2 separate regions of the Mus musculus genome follow, and region 2 is linked to region 1. Evidence: chromatin contacts called from public promoter capture Hi-C data. All regions are on one chromosome and are shown on one strand. The core of a region is the stretch at or near the end of the contact, and the rest is flanking DNA. Distances in the headings are between cores, read along the strand shown.

Region 1 (3,079 bases), core at 528-3,027:
TGCCCACTTGCGACTAGAGACCCGTTCCACGCAGACACAGGGACCCAGAGGGTCTTCGGCACAGGGCCTCCCATGAGAGGCACCCAGAAGGTCACTGATCTGATTTTTTTTTTAGCTATTATGTAATATTTTGGCAGCCAGATAATTTTAAATAAATCTTAATTTGACAACCTTTATTTTAAATTGCTAATCTCAAGCCTTAGAAAATTTAGTTTTATGTATATTATCTTTAAATCTTATCCCTTTTATACTTTAAATAATGTACTCAGAACTTTGTAACTTATAACCCTTTTAATTTTATATAGCTCATATCTCAATATATCCACCTCAATCTTTATGTAAATTATTATTTATTAAAATAATTTATTTCTGTATGTATAAATTTTCATCAAAATATTTTTTACCTCATAGCTTTTATATTTTAGTACCATAACTTATGCTATTTTTTATGCTATTTTTACTTTTTAAATAACATGTAAAATAACTTTATTTTTATAACGTTTTCTATTTTTTTTAATATCATGAGACCTTTTAATAGTCATGTAGATAAACCTCCTTTTTGTTTTTTAATGTAAAACTGGTTGGGAAAGAGTTTTCAGAGCAGTTATCTCTCAGGCAAAGGCGGGTCAATGATGGACTGTTGTGCCTAGGAGACTGGGCTCTTTGTAGTCTGAACCTGGGTTCTGAAATCTGTGCAGCCACTGTTGTGAGTTTTGACTGTGTCCTCAACATGCACACACACACACACACACACACACACACACACACACACACACACCACATAGGCCCTCACCCCACAACCCCTATACCTATCCTGTACTGGGGAGAAATCTAGCAAAACCAAGCAGGCTGTTTGTTAGGGTAAGGATGCTGAAGTTTAGCTCTCCATGATAGCTGGTTCCTGGTGGTTGTGGAGGTGGACAGACTCACTCATCTTTAAGGAGCTGGCCAGCAGGAGTTTGACCATGTTCTGGCGAGTATATGGACAACACAAACTGGACTTGTTTTTTCTATCTTTGGGGGCAGTGGTGCACAAGAGGTGGGGAGCGGGCCTGGGGGGCTGGGAAGTAAGGGTAATGGGATACATTGTCAAATTCCCAAATAACCAATAGCAATATTATGTTAAGAAGACAACTTTACTATCTTTTGTTTCACTCTTGAAGTTTCTACCCCTTTCTTCAGGTGGTCTCTCTGGGGATACTTTTTAATTTTTAAATTTCTCTATGTGTTATGGCCATATTTACTCTTTTTCTCATATTCAGGCGTCCCTGTTTAGTCACTACTTGACTTGGACCATACAGTCATTTTTTTTTTGTAACAATGCCGAGGGGGGAGGTGGGATCAGGAGGCCATAAGCTAGAGAAGATACAGTTAGGGATCAGGAAGTCCAGCTTTCACATGCTGGATCTTATACCAAGCAAGCTTCTTTTAAAAGTACAGTATCTTATATACCAAGTCCAGGTAAGAGATGAGACAGAGTCAGCAGAAACTGCCACACAATGGGACAAAGCCAGAGGGAAGCTAATCAAACAATGTTGCGCAAGGAAAACATGATATCTCAAGAACATTCCAGACTGAGCACACGGCAGCCTTGGAATTGATGACACCAGTCTCTTCAGGGGAAAAAGCTAAGTCCCAGGAATAGAAACCTTAACAAGTTCAAGGCTCCAGCCTCGGGCTCTGGCTGGCATTGCCAAGCACATTCTTAGACAAAGAAACAGAAGTACATTTATTCTGTCCTTTTATCGGGGACCCTACGAAAATCTTAGATCAACCCAGCTCCCAATGAAGCAGAGCTGGAGTGGGGTGGAGACAGAGTCTCTGCGGTCAGTGACATTTGCCGGCTGCAATTCCTCTGCTCTGCTCTCTGTCCTCTTGTAAGCCAGGTGGACTATACCTTGACACTCAGCCACCACGATACAGAGTGAGTACACCTGCTGGGGTAGGACCTGTGGCATTATGGATGTGTGTGGGTGTAACATAGCTGAAGCCAAGGAACCCTGCGAATGAGGCATAATGCAAAATCCTAAACTTACTTAAAATATTATGAGGAAAAAATGTTTTGTTTTTTGTTTTTGATTTTGATTTTGTTTTAACTCCATTGCATACCGGTCTGTAAGTCTACCTTGAGCAGTTAGTTGCCTGCTTCATCTGATCGTCCCAGAGCACTGAGTACCACTGCTTCTCTTTACAGCCTCATGGTCTAGTTTCCTTCTTACCCTCTTGGAGGGGACATGGGGACATCTTTGCAGATGTCAGCCTACTCATTGTGTCTCTCACTTTGACTCACAACTGTTCCCTCTCCAAGAACATTTTTCTCTTCTCCCCTCCAGAGCTGTCACCACAATGAGGTTCTTCCCCATTCTGTGCCTGGTGCTGTTCATCAGCCATGGGGTGGCTTCCCGCCGACACTCCCATTCCAAGAAGAAGAAGGCTAAAGAGTCCTCGGTGGGTGCTGTGGGACCTCCCAGTAGCAAAGACTTTGCTTTCAGACTCTACAGGGCCTTGGTTTCTGAATCCCCTGGTCAGAATGTCTTCTTCTCCCCCTTGAGCGTGTCTATGAGTTTGGGCATGCTCTCCCTGGGGGCTGGCTTGAAGACGAAGACCCAGATCCTAGATGGCCTAGGCCTCAGCCTCCAGCAAGGCCAAGAAGACAAGCTCCACAAGGGCTTCCAACAGCTGCTACAGAGATTCAGGCAGCCTAGTGATGGCCTGCAGCTGAGCCTGGGCAGTGCCCTTTTTAAAGACCCAGCAGTACATATCCGGGACGACTTCCTGAGTGCCATGAAGACACTGTACATGTCAGACACTTTCTCTACCAACTTTGGGAACCCTGAAATCGCCAAGAAGCAGATCAACAACTATGTAGCCAAGCAGACCAAGGGCAAGATTGTAGACTTTATCAAGGATCTTGACAGCACCCATGTCATGATAGTGGTAAATTACATCTTCTTCAAAGGTAAGCCTTGGGCTCCAACTTGAACTTTTTCCTCTTTTCTGTTTTTATTAAAAGATAGCATTCCCTCCCTGATAAAAGAACAAGCCACCCAAGTGCCAGCTGGGTAGAAGGAAAGCTGCC
Region 2 (3,353 bases), core at 846-3,345, 240 kb after region 1:
GCTGAAGAGGAGTTCAATAACCAAGTAGATAGAATGACCCAATCTAGGGACAGTCAGTCTCTTTCCCCGGCCATCTAACATTGCCAATAGGACAATGAACAAGGTGGTTATAGTGACAGTGATCAATCAACGTTACCTAGGAGCTTGAAAACAAGGACTGCTATTCAGTAAGGCTGACCAAGACACTTAGAGGAGCATCCCACACATCATAATGTCTACCTGTGTAGTCATGGGGAAATAATTAAGCTTCCCTGTGTCTCAGTTTCCTCTTGACATGAAAGGGGCTGATAACAGCATATAGGTCAGAGGGCCATCACAGGAGTCACAGAGTGTGAATGACAATCTCTATGTCCTTGTCGTCATTAGAGACAACTCCTGCCAACAGGAGCTGAGTGAACACTGCCTGGACACTTTCTGTGCAGGAACACACAAATTGATACTTTGCTCCTTTCATTTTGTGTGATGAAGATGGAGGTGTCTATTTGTCCTGTGAGGTTGTTTGGCTGGGAATGCAGAGAAAGGCTGTGACACTGCCCTGAGTAAAAGTGCTAGAGGGAGAGGAGCTGCTCTGACCAACAAGCCCCATGCAGCTACAGGAGTTTGGGCTCCAACACTGTATCAGATGGAGGCTGATCCAGAAAAGGGCAGTGGGTGGCAGAGCCTAGGGCCTGGAGGAGGGTAAGAGTTAGGCAAGAACTGGGTACTGGGTAGTCACAGACATTGGAAATAGACCTAGAACAGAACTGGAGCCAGCAGACCCTGAACTGTAGACTTTGAAACTGTGAGTCAAACCAAACCTTTGCTTTGCTCAATGGGTTCTCCTAGATCACTCAGTTCTATTCCATTGATCAACATGCCTGTCTTCATGCCAATACCATGGGGGTTTATTACTATTGCTCTGTAGTACAGCTTGAAACCAGGGATGGTGGTACAGATATAGAAGTTCTTTTATTATACAAGATTTTTTTTACCTATCCTGGGTGTTTTGTTTTTCCATATGAAGTTGAGAAATGCTCTTTCAAGGCCTGTAAAGAATTGTGTTGGAACTTTAATGGGAATTTCACTGAATCAGTAGACTGCTCTTGTTAGAATGTCTATTTTTACTAGGCTAATCCTACCAATCCATGAGCATGGATATCTTGCCATATTCTAATATCTTCCTCAATTTCTTTCCTCAGACAGTAGAACCTCTTGTCCTGCAGGATGTTTCCTTGCCTGGTTGGAGTTAAACCAAGATATTTGATGTTACTTGTGGCTATTGTGCAGGATGTTTGCTCTCAGTTCTTCCACTTAATATTTGTATAAAGGAGGGCTACTGATTTTTTTTAGTTAGTATTCAGTGTTCATTTTTAAATGACTTAGACTATAAAGCTGCAGCCCTCGTTGGTGAAAAGTAGGTGTCTTAGTCAGCGTTTCTATTCCTGCACAAACATCATGACCAAGAAGCAAGTTGGCAAGAAAAGGGTTTATTCAGCTTACACTTCCATACTGCTGTTCATCACCAAAGGAAGTCAAGACTGGAACTCAAGCAGGTCAGGAAGCAGGAGCTGATGCATAGGCCATGGAGGGATGTTCTACACTGGCTTGCTTCCCAGGCTTGCTCAGCTTGCACTCTTATAGAACCCAAGACTCCCAGCCCAGAAATGGTCCCACCCACAAGGGGCCTTTCCCCCTTGATCACTAATTGAGAAAATGCCTTAGAGTTGGATCTCCTTGAGGCATTTCCTCAACTGAAGCTCCTTTCTCTGTGATAACTCCAGCTGTGTCAAGTTGACACAAAACTAGCCAGTACAGTAGGGTAGAGATCATGCATTCTGGTTTTGCTTCTGACTTCTTCCCCTTTCCACATTGTCTTTGAAACATTTGACAAACAAAATACATACCCAGGAGATCCAATGGGCTTGTACAGAGAAGAGTTGGGAATTGCCCCATCAGGAGGCAGTTCTGATAGAGACTACAAATCCATATTACCAGGAATCTTCTTGTCTGACGAATTGTAAACCGAACACAGGGCACAACTTGTCCATGCCAACATTTCCTAAGAGGAGGGAGGAGCCCTTGGGAGGAATAAATAGGCATCACTGTTCACTGGGGAGATGCCAGGCAAGCCAACAACCCTGAACATCAGGAGTCAGCTATCACAGAGGCTCTGCAGGTAATGCCCGGGATTCCTTGACTCCAGGGACAGAAAAGGCACTGTCCCAGGACTGTATGGTACTAGCTATGGCCTACAACATGTGTGTGGCTGAGGCAAGGGCTTTGGATGAGATACTAGGCTACAATCAGGGAACATTTCTGGGTTCACAGAATCTTCTCTCTGGTCTGTTTCTCTTGCCAAAGGAAGATGCAGATGCTGTGGTCTCTGCTCATAGACAATAAATGGAAGCTGCTCCTCTGACTCTACTGGGATGAAGTTTTGAGAACTTGCGTGGCATGCTGCTGTGATAGCTAGGCTGAGACAGGACTGTTGCACAGTCACTCTGGATGAGGCGACACTTCTGTCTTGCTCACATCACAAAGGCAATGCCTGGGGGTGGGTGTTGGGACCCCACTTCCTTCTTAGATCACAGATCCCCTGGCAGACAGGTTTCACCCTCAACTAGCGAACCAAAGAATGCCCATTCACTGAGCCATGTCTCTTGCCATACCAACTGAGCAACCTCTTTTCTCTGAAAATAATTGTGGGACAAAATACTGTTGAGTGCCTTTCCATAGAAATGGTTGCATCAGTGTGAAAGTAAAGTACAGAGTAAAGGCAGACAAGTTGTTGAGGTTCTGGGCTCCTCTGTAGGCATGTCACAGCAATGGGGACAAGTGGTTTAGTGCCAACACACCCTTCTCTGCTTTCTCCAGCTCCCTGTGTGCTCCTTTTGTCTTCTCTCCCAGCCTAATTCTCTTCACTTCATCCTGCTTTCTCTCCATCTCCCTCTTCCTACTCCCCTCTCCTCCCTCTTCCTATCTCCTTGCACCCTTTTTTCCCATTTCTATCTCCTTACTTTCTCCAAACTTCTACTCTCTGATCTCGCCTCTCTCCTCCCTCCTTTCTCTTCTCTCCCCTCTCCTTGCTACTCCCTCTTTTCCCTCTACTCATCCTCCTCTCTCCTTTTCCCTACCTCCTCTCTCATTTCCCCTCTTCGCTCTCTCTTCTCTCCACTCCTTCCTCTGTCTCCCATTCCTTTACCATCTACCTTCAACTTTACACCTGAATAAATGATCAGAGGCCAAAGGTATATAGCCTTGATTGCAAGCTTTCAACTATACTTCATTAGGATGCCTGTGGCCCTCACGCTGGTTGTATATGGAGGAGATGGACCCCTAGACATTTCCTACCATGACCCCCCAATGCCAACAAC

The links. Promoter capture Hi-C pulls out the DNA fragments that hold promoters and counts their contacts.
Region 2: a promoter capture Hi-C map of liver shows a contact between it and region 1, with 6 times the contacts expected there. The contact joins the promoter of Serpina3k here to the promoter of Serpina5 in region 1. A contact is called at or near these places in 10 of 39 promoter capture datasets (the 3T3-L1 cell line, cranial neural crest, embryonic stem cells and 5 more), 6 of 484 Hi-C or Micro-C datasets (all in liver), 2 of 115 datasets of contacts at active chromatin or transcription factors (both in liver) and 4 of 9 other capture datasets (adipose tissue, liver, macrophages and 1 more).

The regions. Positions count from the first base shown.
Region 1 is chr12:104,099,336-104,102,414 of GRCm38.p6, forward strand. Serpina5 (serine (or cysteine) peptidase inhibitor, clade A, member 5) reads left to right here and starts at 1,778. Exons shown (of 5, transcript NM_172953.3): 1 at 1,778-1,924; 2 at 2,334-2,959. The coding sequence starts at 2,347.
Region 2 is chr12:104,336,391-104,339,743 of GRCm38.p6, forward strand. Serpina3k (serine (or cysteine) peptidase inhibitor, clade A, member 3K) reads left to right here and starts at 2,096. Exons shown (of 5, transcript NM_011458.2): 1 at 2,096-2,155.